2 separate regions of the Mus musculus genome follow, and region 2 is linked to region 1. A link is a contact called in public ChIA-PET data. All regions are on one chromosome and are shown on one strand. The core of a region is the stretch at or near the end of the contact, and the rest is flanking DNA. Distances in the headings are between cores, read along the strand shown. Region 1 holds the start of Mrtfb (myocardin related transcription factor B). Region 2 overlaps Mrtfb (myocardin related transcription factor B).

Region 1 (6,705 bases), core at 1,881-4,380:
GTGACTGTGATTTTTAAATCTTCAGAATAAAAATATCAAGTTAAGATGGAAGGATCTAGAAAGGTGAGTAGCTTCATTTTGCAAGTCATTCTTTGGATTCAGTTTTTATTGTTAGAAATCAACCAATGTTTGTATAGTCCTATTTCCCTTAGATGGCATCGTCAAGACACACTCTTAATTCATAATTCATACTTAATTCATTTAAGAACAGGTAGGTTGTGCTGGCTGGTCCTATGTCAACTTGACACAAGCTAAAGTAATCTGAGAAGAGAAAGCCTCAACTGAGTTTAGCTTGTGAACAAGCCTGGGCTGCATTTTCTTGACTGCTGACTGCTGTGGGAGGCCCAGCCCACTGTAGGCGGTGCCACCCCTAGGCAGGTGGTCCTGGGCTCTGAAAGAAAGCAGGATGAACAAGCTAGTAGTGTTCCTTCCTTCAAGGCCTCTCCACCAGCTCTTCTTCCAGGTTCCTGCCCTGAGTACCTACGCTGACTTTCTAAAATGATGGACTGATAGGGAAGTGTAAGCAAAAACAGACCTCTTCTTCCCAAGTTTCTTTTGGTCATGTGTTTACCATGGCAGAAAATCCTAACTAGAATAATGATTAATAAAAACAACCAAAACAATTGGCCTTTTTTTTACCCTGGAACTGGATAGTGTTTGCCTAATGCAATAAAAATGAATTACTTTCACTTAGATGAATTGTTCAACTTTACAAGGGTTCATTGTATCTATGTCTAGACAACTTTAAATGTGGCATCCTATTTTCATAAGTCTTTACTTAGATGTTAATTTCCATAGTGCCTTTCTAAAGTAATAAGCAATACAGAATAAATGTTCTATAGCAAGAAGCAACTTATATTTAAAGAAAAAAAGGCAAAAATAAACTTTTTCAGATTTAAACAATTTGGAATTTACTGCTGTAGCTACAAATGGACTGAGCTGAACTTTTCTTGATTTTTTTTCCCCTTCCATGGAGAAGTTTCCAATGAAGACAAGCTTGTTTGTGAGCCAACCCCTAGAACTGCTTAGATAGGTAATTTTAGTTTTCACTTTTGAGCACATCTGTATTCTCCAAATGCACTACTATCCCTAAGTAGAAAAGGCTCCGGGGCTACACTGGTACTCAAGGACACTCCCAACAGCCCATCACCATCCTGGCTTCCAACTCCACTCTCACCTCATGCCAGTCAGCAGTTCAAGTGTGACCAACATTTCCAACAAGGATTCCCCCAAAAGAGAAACAACTGCAGATGAACAGGTACTAACCTGGCTCCTGAGAGCCAGAGATGATGATCCATGAAAGAGTCCCTAGCCAGAGGCTGTCTTTTTATGTATCAGACTCACAGAGAGAATTTTATTTTTACTTCCCAGTGAAAAGTGTGTATTAGATTCTGCTGTTATAATTAGCTAGATAGTGGAGCGTGTGCTTTATATAGTGGTTCTCAAGAGGGCAGAACTGTCCCCATAGCACATTGTTAGTTACTGAAGAGACTCCTAGACGGCAGCGGAAAGCATCTGCAGTGTTTCCAGCCCTGGACCGAGAGCCATCTAACACATGAGTGGTGGAGGTGATAATGAAGGCTACCCTGGCCCACTATAGATTAACATACTTTAGGATTCAATATTGAACCATGTGGCAAGTCATTCTCGAAAACACCCACCACCCTGCCCCAATTATGTAGTCCAACAAGGTGAAGGAAAGGGAACTGTGTGAACTTCCACAGCACATTACACCTGCATCTACTAGACACACATGGAGCATACTGCCAAGTGCAACAATTTCAATCTTCTATTTCCTTATTACTAACAATAAGCATGAGGGATTTTGTGTACTCCATTAAATGTAGAGAACTCGGGCTTTGTATTGGTTACAATGTAGCCTGGAATACAGCATCCCTGGAGGGCTGTATTATCTGAGCCTAACCAGAGACAGGCTGTGATTTATCTTGCACGCTGTCAGTCAGCCTACATTGTTTTTCTCATTAGCATCAATTACCCCAAGTAACACGGTTTTATCTCAGGTCCCAATCTTTGTTCCTGACTTTGAGACTCACTGTCCCACAAGTGCATGCGTACATACGTGAGTGTGTGTCTCCAAACATACTCACTAGCCGCAGGGTCCGTGATATTACGTCCTACCTAGCTGGGTGTCTGGGCTGCACTAACGCCATAGCACGTATTTCTTCTTCACATCTAAAGGAGAGCACTCTACTGACCTTGGATCACGTATAGGAAGATATAGTATGAACTTCGTGTCAGGGTGGCAAACATTTGCCACAGAACCAAAAGTTAGGAACTTCACAACCGCTCATCCTAAGAGTGCGATCTCAAGCTTCAGAAAAGAATCAAACTTTTCAAAGTTTCTTTGCCTGAGGCAAACCTTGAGCTATCCTCGTGGCCTGAGACCCTACACCCGCCGCACCCCTCGTCACTGTCACACCGCGTCTGCTCATACACAGGGCCAAAGGGTAGCTTCTGAACACTGAGAACTAGGCAAAGTTTCAGGGACAGAACAAAAGCGGTGGAAAACTTTCTCCCTGGAAACCCGGAACGCTGCGTGCGTGCAATTTCGGGAGGGCTTGCAGACACACCCTCTGCAGCCCCGCGGGGACCCCAGGGGAAGAGCCGCGAGCAGGGCTGGGGAGGAGGATGGAAGGTGAGTCCGGGGCGTGGGCCGTCCCCATCCCACCACGTCCCCGTCGAGTGGCTCCGGCCAAGGCGCTGCTGCACCTCACTGCAGTTCCAGCGTGGGAGCGCGCAAGCGAAGCGCCTGGTACCAACTCCAGGCTGCCCGGGAAGATCGGGCCGCGGCCGCACACAGGGGACCCCCGACGAGGGAAGCCCGGACCCGGTAGCCCCGAGACCGCGGCCGCCCCGCCCCGCCCCGCCCCGCGCGAGTCCCGGGACAGCGCGCACCCGGAGGCGCCGCAGCAACCTCGAGGGGCCACCGAGGACGCGGGCCTTCCGTCCGTCCCTCTCCCGGGGCCCGGCCTCGCCCTCCGCAGCTCTCCCCTGCCTCAGTCCCAACGGCCGCCTCGCACCCGCTCGCCGCTCACCTCCCCGGCCGCTGCCGCCGCCGCCGCCACCGCTGCCGCAGCTACCACCGGATCTCGCGAGACTTCGCTCCGCCCCCGTGCTTACCCTCCTCCCGTCTGAAGGCACGGAGCCCGTCCTGGAAGCTCCAGGTAGCGCCGAGCCGACTCCCGGAGGTTTACACCCTGCTTCCCTTCTCCCACCCGGCATCCGCCCTCGCCCCTGACCCGGAAAAGTTAAAACCCAGGTGCGAGGCCGCCCGCTCCCGCCGCGCTCTCACCTGGCTGCCCCGGGGCGCATGCGCAGCTGGGCTGCGGAGCTGGGAGCTCTTTGGTTGCTGCCTAAGCTCTGGCTGCTCCCAGTCAGATAGATGGTCAGTCAGTGCCGGCTACCCTAGCAAGCAAACAGCTCATGCTGCCTCACTAAGTGCATTCTTGCCGCCTCCCCATTCCAGAAGGAGGTTGCAGCGGACGAGCAGACCGGCCTGTGGAGTCGGTGCGTTTCTGATGCCACACCCGCACCTGTAGGAACCCCTCCTCTTGAGCCCTGCCTCACTCTCCACCCCTCTGTAGTTCTTCCGAGTGGAAGAAGTGACCCCAATAGGGGGTCTGTTGCAACCCATCTTAATGCAACTAGACAAGAGAACGCTTTTCACACTTTCTCCAACTCTGTAGAGCCCTAAAAGCAAAATATGTTCGAAAACAGTGGGAGAACCCAGGATAGAATGGTTCATGGACATAGAGCCAGGGCATTCGTGGAGTTAGGTCAGCTGTTCGGGGCCACAGGGGGTCGCATATCAGATTCTGTGTATCATTTACATTGATTCATAACAGCAAAATAACTTTATGGTTGGGGGATCACCACAACATGAGGAACTGTATTAAAGGGTCCCAGCATTAGGAAGGCTGAGAACCACTGCATTACGGTGTGACTTCTTCCCAAAAGAAAACTTAAGAGTAATTGCTTCTAAGGAAGAGAGGCTGGCATAGTGAGATGCACTAAAGTGGGTACCCATAACCTCGTGCCTTAGAGTTTTACTGCTGTAAACAGAAAATTGCCATGACCAAGGCAACTCTTATAAGGACATTTAATTGGGGCTGGCTTACGGGTTCAGAGGTTAAGTCCGTTATCATTAAGGCAGGAACATGGCAGCAACCAGGCAGATATGGTACAGAAAGAGTTGAGAGTTCTACAGCTTCATCTGAAGGCTGCTAGGAGAAGAATGGCTTCCAGGCAGCTAGGGTGAGAGCCTTAAAGCCCATGCCCACAGTGACACACCTACTCCAACAAGGCCACATCTTCTAATAGTGCCACTCCCTGGGCAGAGCATATACGAACCATCACACTTCCGAAGCCTGCAATAAAGAAAATACCCATATGGTCTTAGTAACACAGTATTTGAATTTGCATGACTCTAGGGCCTGGCACTGCCTTGTGACAAGGTCTTTGTCTTAGTTTGAGTTTCTATTGCTGTGAAGAGACATTATGACAACTCTTATAAAGGAAAACATTTAATTGGAGCTGGCTTACAGTTCAGAGGTTTAGTATAGTATAGTCATGATGGGAAACATGGCAAAGTGTGGGAAGACATGGTATTGGAGAGGCAGCTGAGAGTTCTACATCTGGATTTTCAGGCAGCAGGAAGAGAGATTGAGCCACTGAGCGTGGCTTGAGCTTTTCAAAACTCATAGCCCACCTCAGTGACACACTTCCTCCAAGGCCACAGCTCCTAATAGTGCCATACCCTGTGGGCCTATGGGGGCCATTTTTATTCAGTCTTGTTTTGTATATTCCTGTGAGCTGGCCCCTCTGTGACAGCTTCTGCAGAATCAAGAGCCTGGAAGGTTCTATCTCATCCCTGAAAACTGCACTGAGGCCTGCTAAGCTAACCCATCCTGATGATCTCATAGTGTCAACAAATGTGGGTCCAGACCTTCCTTACCTGTGCTGCCTGGAAACCACTCCTCTTACAGAGACCGAACATATAGATGTTGAACGTGATGATGTAGCCCAATAAAATGGGGTGTGGATGAAGAAAGGAAATCCCAGACCTCCATAGGCAGGTTCTCCAGGGAAAGAACCAACAGATACCCTATAGATGCATGAGAGGACTTACCATGGATGCTAAGACCCACAATATGCTGCCAGCAAGACTAGCAATGATGGAAGACGCGACAAGTTCAAGTTCAAAGGCCTGAGAACCAGAATTGCTGACGATATAACTCTCAGTTTTAGGCTGAAGGCCCAAGAAAAAGGAAGGAGTTGGGAGGGAACTGGCCACGTCTCAGAGTCTGAGAATCAGAGCCTTTGAATGTCTCCTGGTGAAGGACAGAAGACTGGTGTCCCTGGCTCTACAAGACTGTACCAGTTTGTCTTCAGCTCTTAAGGCTTACTCGGCCCACTGAGGCAAGTCTTTTCCAGGCCTGCCTCACATTGTCACACACCTCAGTGGAAGTAGGTGTTGTTTCTTTTTCACAGATAAATTCAACAAGAGTCTAGACAATGAGTGGACTTGCCTAAGGACACGCAATTGGTGAGCGGCAGTTAAGAATCCCATTCTAGGTCATTGACTCCAAACCTACAAACCCTGCTTTGGTGACCTACAAATTCTTTCCTATTCTACTGTACATTCCTATTATATGTAAAGGCATGCACATGCCTAGTGTATGTAAAGGCATATACTGCTAATACTAGCACCCAGGTCTATCCCTGGGATCCACATGATGGAAGGAGAAAACTGACCCATACAAGTTGTCTCTGACCTCCCATCCTACAAATTTCCTGAGATCAAGATTTCAACATAAAGTTTTACATGTTTCTCTCTGGAACCATACTGTCAGTGGTCTCATTGAAAATAAGGCCATAAATAGACTTCGCAGGATGAACTAAGCTAACATACACGGTGCATTTGTAAAAGTATACTAGCCAGACTGGGACACTCTTACATGGGAAAGAACTCTGTCGTGCCTGTCTCATTCCTTTTTTTCCAATATAAACTCCAAATCAGGTTGGAGGATGTTCAACCACCAGTACTTTCTAGCACAATGGGGAAAACCACAAAACTATACTGGTCTCACCTAGCCCAGACCATTCTTGAATACACTACAGAGTTAGAAGATGAACTTGAAGACCCTCTGCCTCTACCTCCTGAGTGCTGGGATTATGGGTAAGTGCCCACACTTGATTTGTGGGGTGTTGGAGATTGAATCCAGAGCCTCCTACACAGTAGGAAAGATCTCTGCCCATTGGGCAGCACTCCCAGCACAGTGGATTTCCTCCTGGTCATTGAAGAGACTGTCCCTCTCCGGAGCTTTCCCAGCTTCCTATAAGAGGAACCATATGTTTTGTTTGTTTGTTTTGTCTTTTGTTTTTTTAAGGCTCTCCTCCACTTATACAGGAAAAGCTACCCGACAGTGTAAAATATCTTACTCTGGAAGTCACTAGGGAGAAAGCAGCCATGGACGCATATACAAGCAAGCAAACAAGGGCACAGGAAAGATGAATAAATCAGAAACTTGTTAACAAAATTGTGGTGGGACTGGGGTTAACATCAGTGACATTGTGAACAGAGTGACAGGTTTGTAGGAACTGTCCATCACCTTAGGCTTTGTCATTCCCAAATTCAAGTTTCTAACCCGACACAAGCCATGTCCCGTGTTTCCACCATCAGCC
Region 2 (6,705 bases), core at 2,084-4,583, 50 kb before region 1:
AGCTGTGCCCTGAGGCAGACTTGGGAGTGACAGGGCTGAACTATATAAACTATATAAACCCGGCTAGCCTTGGACTCACATAGATCCTTCTGCCTCGGCCTGCACTACCACACGCTGCTTTAACGCTAAGTTAATTGCAGTGAAATGGAAGACAAAGGAGCTCCACAGCTGTACAGTCACATTCCAAGTGCTGATGGCCTCACACAGACATCAAGGGCTGCACTGCACCTCCACATATCTCTGGGCCTCCACTGACTTAGCAGTGCATCTATAGTCTGTAAAGTGTATGAAGACATTCTCAATTTGAAAAACAAACAAACAAACAAAACAAAACAAAACAAAAACAGTGAGTTTTTTCTCCTCAGTTGGTGTCTTTTTAATTCTTCGTTTCCAATCACTACAAAGCAGCAAAGGCTGCTTAAGCCTGTAATAACCTCATAGCAGCCAGTTTTCTCCTCGTTGGTTCTCGCTAACTTGAGAGTCCAGATAGACAGCTATATCTGGAACATGGTGATGTACTGCTGCCCCTGAAACCTAAAGAGGTTGTACTACCCTTGCTCAGGAGGAGCAGGGCAGCTGACAGAAACCCCTGCAGTTTAAACAAACATTTTAAACTGAAGCTTTTCTTTAGAAGAACAATGATATTTAAATATAGCATTCTTTTTTATTCAACTCAGTACAAAGTAAAGAGGAAAAAATACACTTAAGCTAAAAAGCTTAAAAACAAAGAAGAAAGAGAAGGAGAGTGGCAGGAGCAGGAGACCACCTTCATATGGAGATGGAGATGGTGCCTCCTGGTGATCCTCACTATGGTCAGCCTTAGGCTTTCTCACTGAGGACAAGGAGTCAGTTGAGAGATCTCCAGACAGACACAGGCACACTGGGAATGGGGACAGGGCGGGGTAAAGTGCAGGGACTCTCAGCCCCGGGACTGAAGCTAAAGGTCTAGGGCCTCAGGCCTGACTACTATATCCACCAACACCAGTAGCCCACTAGGTGCCAGAGAGAGATCTAATGTGGGCCTCAAAGCCCTCAGAAGTATCAAGCCTACCAGCTTCCATATCGAAGTGACCAACTCCTCCACTAAACTCTAATCCGATCACGGCAGGGCCTCCTGGAATGTATGCATGAGGCCATGTATACACATGAAGACTATGGCAAGTGTGAAAGGTAGCAGGACTGTACCCAATGAAGGCCATACATGCTGAGCAACCCAAACAAATGACAAAGTAGCATTGTAATCTGAGGGAAATGTGCAATGTGAGGTTGGCCCATGTCACTAGTGTGTTTACATGGAAACTTGCTCCTTATCTTATTCCCTATCTTATGCTCCAACATAAGATAGGGAATAAGAGAGGGAGCAGAGTACAGATGGGCAGACTAACATTGAAAAACAGGACAAACTTTTGGGGGAAAAAAAAGACAAAAAACAAAAACATAGTATGACACTTTATTAACTTTCTTAGTGTTCTTTAGAGTCACAGAACTTATAGGATGAATCTATCTATCCATCCATCCATCCATCCATTCATCCATCCATCCTATCTATCTAAAGAACTTATTAGAATAACTTACAGGCTTCAGTCCAACTAATCCAACAATGGCTAGCTATGAAGAAAAAGTCCAAGAATCTCGTAGTTGCTCAGTCCCTGCAGGCAGGTCTTCTGTGTGTGCTGGAATCCTGAAGAAGCAGGCTCCAATACCAGTGAAGCAATGAATGTGCTAGTCCCAAACTGCAAAGCCTTCACACTTTTTGCGATTCATCTATGGCCCAAACTTACCAGAACCATGTGAGAGCAGAATCAGAATCTGCCCGCCTGCCTGCCCGCCCGCCTGCCTGCCTGTCTTAAGGCTGTATGAACCCTGGTTAATGTTTAGTGCTGCTATAGGTTCTGTTCCAGACTTACAGGGGACTATACTGTCTCCTTAGAACTGAAGACAGTTAGAGAGCTCACATTTGTAAACGCAGTTCTCAGTAGTGAGTAGATAGTGTAATCTCAGCATCAAGGAGGGTAAAAAGTTCAACACCAACCTGGACTACATGGTCTCAATAATAACAACAACAACAATAGTTTATAAAATAGTATTTTATTAATCATTTAATAAGTATTAGAATAATTAATGTTAATTATAAATATTAATAATGAATAAATATTACTGTTGAAATGTTTAAAACTGTAAAAATCATACTAAGCAAAATAAGACCAACTTATATAAATACTACATGTTTTCTCTTATGTAGAGTCTAGAGTCTTAAGAAAAGACATAAACGTAGACAGGGAAACTATTTGGAATAGGAGGAATAACAGCAGGACAGGAGGGTCAAGATGGTAGTAATGGTAAGTTCAATTCTTTATATGCATGTAGGGAAAATCATAATAAGACATGCATTGGGTACAGGGTTCAGTAACAGTGACCATAGAGCTACACAAGAAGAATGAATGTTTTATAAATTAATTAAATTGAATAAATAGGAGACTGAATGATTTGTGTGCTCATTGCTGTTGACATGAACAGTGTGAACCTGCACAGCACACATGCATGCCACATGATTAAGTTTAGGGACTTGTTCCTTAAAGTCATGGCAATAGGATCCCAGTGACTAGGTGGGATTCAGATGGTTTGTGGAAAGCAAAACAATAAAAACCCTTTGCATAGAAGTTTCCTCATTTCCTTCCTAATTCCTTCTCGGGTAGCTAGCTGCCCAGAAGAAAGAGAGCCCCTGCCAATGGGCTAAGTCTGGATGCAGCTGCTGCCTGGAACATGAAAGAGATGGGAAGTCACTCTCCAAACCACTGTTTACACACCACTCACCTGACTCAGTTGTCAGCAGGAAGATGCTTTCTGCACTTGGGTCAAGTGATAGTGGCTATAGCCATGGCTTCAGAGGAAGGACACAGGCCTCTCTTACCGCTCTTTTATTCAAAATTATCTACGAAGAACTTTCTGGGGGATGGGGAACTATTTATTTTTATCCTGGGGCCCAATCAAGATGGCCCCTTGGGGGCTGCAGATACTAACAATATACAGATGTGGGGATGTAGGGTCTATGATGACAGAAGCCTAGAGTAAGCTGTGGTGAGGAAGTCTGGGATGACAGTCCATGGAGAGGGAACCAGCATTCAAGGAACTTTACAAAAACCTTCCCGAGAAGGTAAAGCTGGGAGCTAAAAATGTAACTAGCATTTCTTAGCTCAAGGGAACACGAACAAGAGAAAGAAACTACACCCAAGCAAAGCAGAAGAGTGAAAAGTAACTGTAGAAAGCAGGATGAGGTGAGGCACAGAAGCCAAGGTCACCAATGCTGGCAGAAGAGGGCAGCCACCCAGAGGAAATCCTGTTTGAAACTGGTTTCTACTTCTGAGGTTCTGGAAGCTGCTTTGCCCCTAAAAACACAATACAGATAGGAACTTGAACATGAAAGGCTGAAATCTTACTCTGCTGTGGGGAGAGTCCTTCTGTGCCCCAAAGCATACCTGATTTGTACTTCAAGAGGGTAGGAGGAACACTGCAGCATCTAGGGAGCTCAAGAGTCTGTGTAGCAAATGAAGTGGTGCAATGTGCAGCTGCTGCTGCTGCTATAAAGCAAGACAGGCTGGCAAGACACTTTTCGACAACAAATTTACCAGAAACATAATCTGAGCTATTCAGATGTCAATGGGAAAATCTGGCAGTGTTCAAGTTTCCAACCACAGCTCTAGCAGCATAACTTGTATTCTGTAGTTTGAACTGTGACAGTTTGAAAGCAAATGCTGGTACTCTGTTCCAAAGACCCAAAGTAATAACCCAACCCCATGCCTGCTCCATCCTGAACTTCGAGGGTTCAAGAGTTAGCACATCTTTTCTTCCCAACTGTTTGCTAGCCCACCCATTCCTTTCTTCCTTTCTCTGGTTATGTGCACTCAGCACTCCACTAACATTTATGAGCATCTGCAATCTGCCAAGTTCTATAATAGGTGCAGGGAAAATGTACCATTAAAAATATGTCCCACAACAGAAGAATGGATACAGAAAATGTGGTTCAATTACACAATAGCATACTACTCAGCTATTAAGAATGAGGACATCCTGAGTTTTGTAGGCAAATGGACAGAACTAGAAACTATCATCCTGAGTGAGGTAGCTCAGACCCAAAAGGACATGCATGTTATGTACTCACTAATAAGTGGATATTAGCCAAAAAAAAAAAAGTACAGAATACCCAAGATACAGTCCACAGAACTCAAAAAGGTCAACAAGCTGAAGTGCCCAAGTGAGGACACCTCAGTCCCACTTGGGAGAGAGAAGAAAGCCATCACAATTGAGGAGTACCTGGGAGGGAAAGAGGAGGGGGTGTTGGGGGAGGTTGGGGTGGTGGGTAACCTGATCTGGTATTGGGTGAGGGGAAAGAACTGAAGCCCTAAGGGCCAGCAGAAAGAATGGAAACAGGCAACCTCATGAAGTAGGAGGTTGGGGGGGGGGGGGGGGCCTCCAGAATGCACCAGAGACCTGGGAGATAAGAGACTCTCAGGAATCAAAGGGAGGTACCTTAGATGAAATGCCCTACAGTGGGGAGAGGGAACTTACAGAGCCCACCTCCAGCAGGAAGACAGGGCATCAAGTGAGGGAGGGGGTTGCCATCCCACAGTCACCTCTCTGACCCATAATTGTTTCTGTCTGAAAGAATTACAGAGATGGAAATGGAGAGGAGCCTGAGAAAAAGAAGGTCCAGCGACAGGTTCAAAGTGGGATCCAGCTCAAAGGGAAGTCCCAAGGCCTGACACTATTACTGAGGCTATGGAGTACTCACAAAAAGGGGTCTATCATGACTGCCCTCTGAAATACCCAACAAGCAGCTGAAAGAGTCAGATACAGATATTTGCACCCAACCAATGGACAAAAGCAGCTGACCCCTTGTTGTTGAATTAGGGAAGGTGGAAAGAAGCTGAGGAGGAGAGCGAACCTGTAGGACCACCAGCAGTCTCAATTAATCTGGGTCCCTGAGATCTCTCAAACACTGGACCACCAAACAGACAGCATACACCAGCTGATATGAGGCCCCCAACACACATACAGTAGGGTACTTCTGGGTCTGTGTTCATTCAGAGATGATGCACCTAACCTCAAGACACTGGAGGCCCCAGGGAATTTAGAGGTCAGGTGGGGCAGGGAGTGGGGGCATCCACGTGGAGATGGAGGTGGGGTGGAGAGGAGGTGTGGGGTGTAGAGCAGTTGGAGGGTAGATGGGGGGACGGGAAATGGAATATGGAGTGCAAAAAATAAATTAACTAAAAAAAATATAATGACAGAAATCTCTGCCCTCCTTTGCTAGATCAATCAGCAATCCAATAAAGGGTATGCAGTCAAACAGTGATCTCGTGAGCAGCCCTCCATGGGGGCTAAGAGTGCTTAGTAATTGATGGGCTCCCCTGTGCCCAAAGGAGCCCTTGAAGAGATATATGAATGTGGAGAGGAGCAAACTGCAAACATTAAGAAAGAGTGGTCCACGCAAGTCCTGGAGGCAGGTACACTGGTGCTGACCAGACAATGAGGCAGCCTGGGGAGCCTACCCCACTATTCCAAGAGAGATGAGAATGGAGGCACAGGACTCCTGCAGAGCAAGCATGCTGCTACTGAGGTAAAACCACTCCTGGGCATATACCCAGAAGATGCTCCAACAAGTAATAATGACATGCTCCACTATGTTCATAGCAGCCTTTTTTTATAGTAGCCAGAAGCTGGAAAGAACCCAGATGTCCCTCAACAGAGGAATGGATACAGAAAATGTGGTAAATCTACACAATGGAGTACTACTCAGTTATTAAAAACGATGAATTTATGAAATTCTTAGGCAAATGGATGGAACTAGAAGATATCATCCTGAGTGAGGCAACCCAATCACAAAAGAATACACATGGTAGCACTCACTGAGAAGTGGATACTCGCCCAAAAGCTTCAAATAACCAGGATACAATTCACAGACAACATGAAGCTCAAGAAGGAAGACCAAAGTCTGGGTGCTTCGGTCCTTCTTTGAAGGAGAACAAAATAACAGAAGCAAATATGGAGATAAGGTGTTGAGCAGAGACTGAAGGAAAGGCCACCCAGAGACTGCCCCACTTGGGGATTTATCCCATATACAGTTACTAAACCCAGACACTATTGTGGATGCTAAGAAGTGCATGCTGAAAGGAGCCTGATAGGGCTGTCTCCTGAGAGGTCCTGCCAGAGCCTTAAATTACAGAGGCGGATGTTAGCAGCCAACCAATGGACTAAGCACGGGGTCTCTAACAGAAAAGTAAGAGAAGAGACTGAAGGAGTTGAAGGGGTTTACAACCTCATAGGAAGAACAACAATATTAACCAATCAGACCCCCCCAGAACTCCCAGGGACTAAGCCATCAACAATGGAATACACATGGCTCCAGCTGCATATGTAGCAGAGGATGGCCTTGTCAGGCATCAATGGGAGGAGAAGCCCTTGGTCTATGAAGGCTCAATAGATGCCCCAGTGTAGAGGAATCGAGGGAGGTGGGAGTGGGTGTGTAGGTAGAGGAACACCCTCACAGAAGCAGGGGGAGGGAGGATGTGATAGGGTGTTTTCAGGAGGGAGGGAACCCCGGGAAAGGGGATAATATTTGAAATGTAAATAAAGAAAATATCCAATTAAAAAAAAAAAAAAAAGATTGGGCTTTGGTGGAGTAAGAGCAAGTCAGGCATCCTGAGC

The links. ChIA-PET counts read pairs in DNA pulled down with a chosen protein or histone mark.
Region 2: an RNA polymerase II ChIA-PET map of memory CD8 T cells shows a contact between it and region 1, with 51 read pairs. The contact joins the enhancer-like site here to the promoter of Mrtfb in region 1. A contact is called at or near these places in 4 of 39 promoter capture datasets (3T3-L1-derived adipocytes, hippocampal neurons, liver and 1 more), 6 of 484 Hi-C or Micro-C datasets (cortical neurons, liver, monocyte-dendritic cell progenitors and 1 more), 7 of 115 datasets of contacts at active chromatin or transcription factors (the SCID.adh cell line, bone marrow-derived macrophages, embryonic stem cells and 3 more) and 3 of 9 other capture datasets (adipose tissue, liver and pancreatic islet).

What each region holds. Positions count from the first base shown.
Region 1 is chr16:13,252,906-13,259,610 of GRCm38.p6, reverse strand. Mrtfb (myocardin related transcription factor B) reads right to left here and starts at 3,130. Exons shown (of 17, transcript NM_001122667.2): 1 at 3,057-3,130.
Region 2 is chr16:13,303,124-13,309,828 of GRCm38.p6, reverse strand. All of the region lies in intron 2 of Mrtfb (myocardin related transcription factor B), which reads right to left. Among named protein-coding and RNA genes, the nearest start is that of Mrtfb, 50 kb to the right of the region's middle. Within about 2 kb of position 3,333, at least 16 of the 459 cell types and tissues checked have an H3K27ac peak or open chromatin away from gene starts, as enhancers often do. A contact at or near this core is called in memory CD8 T cells, where this site is marked.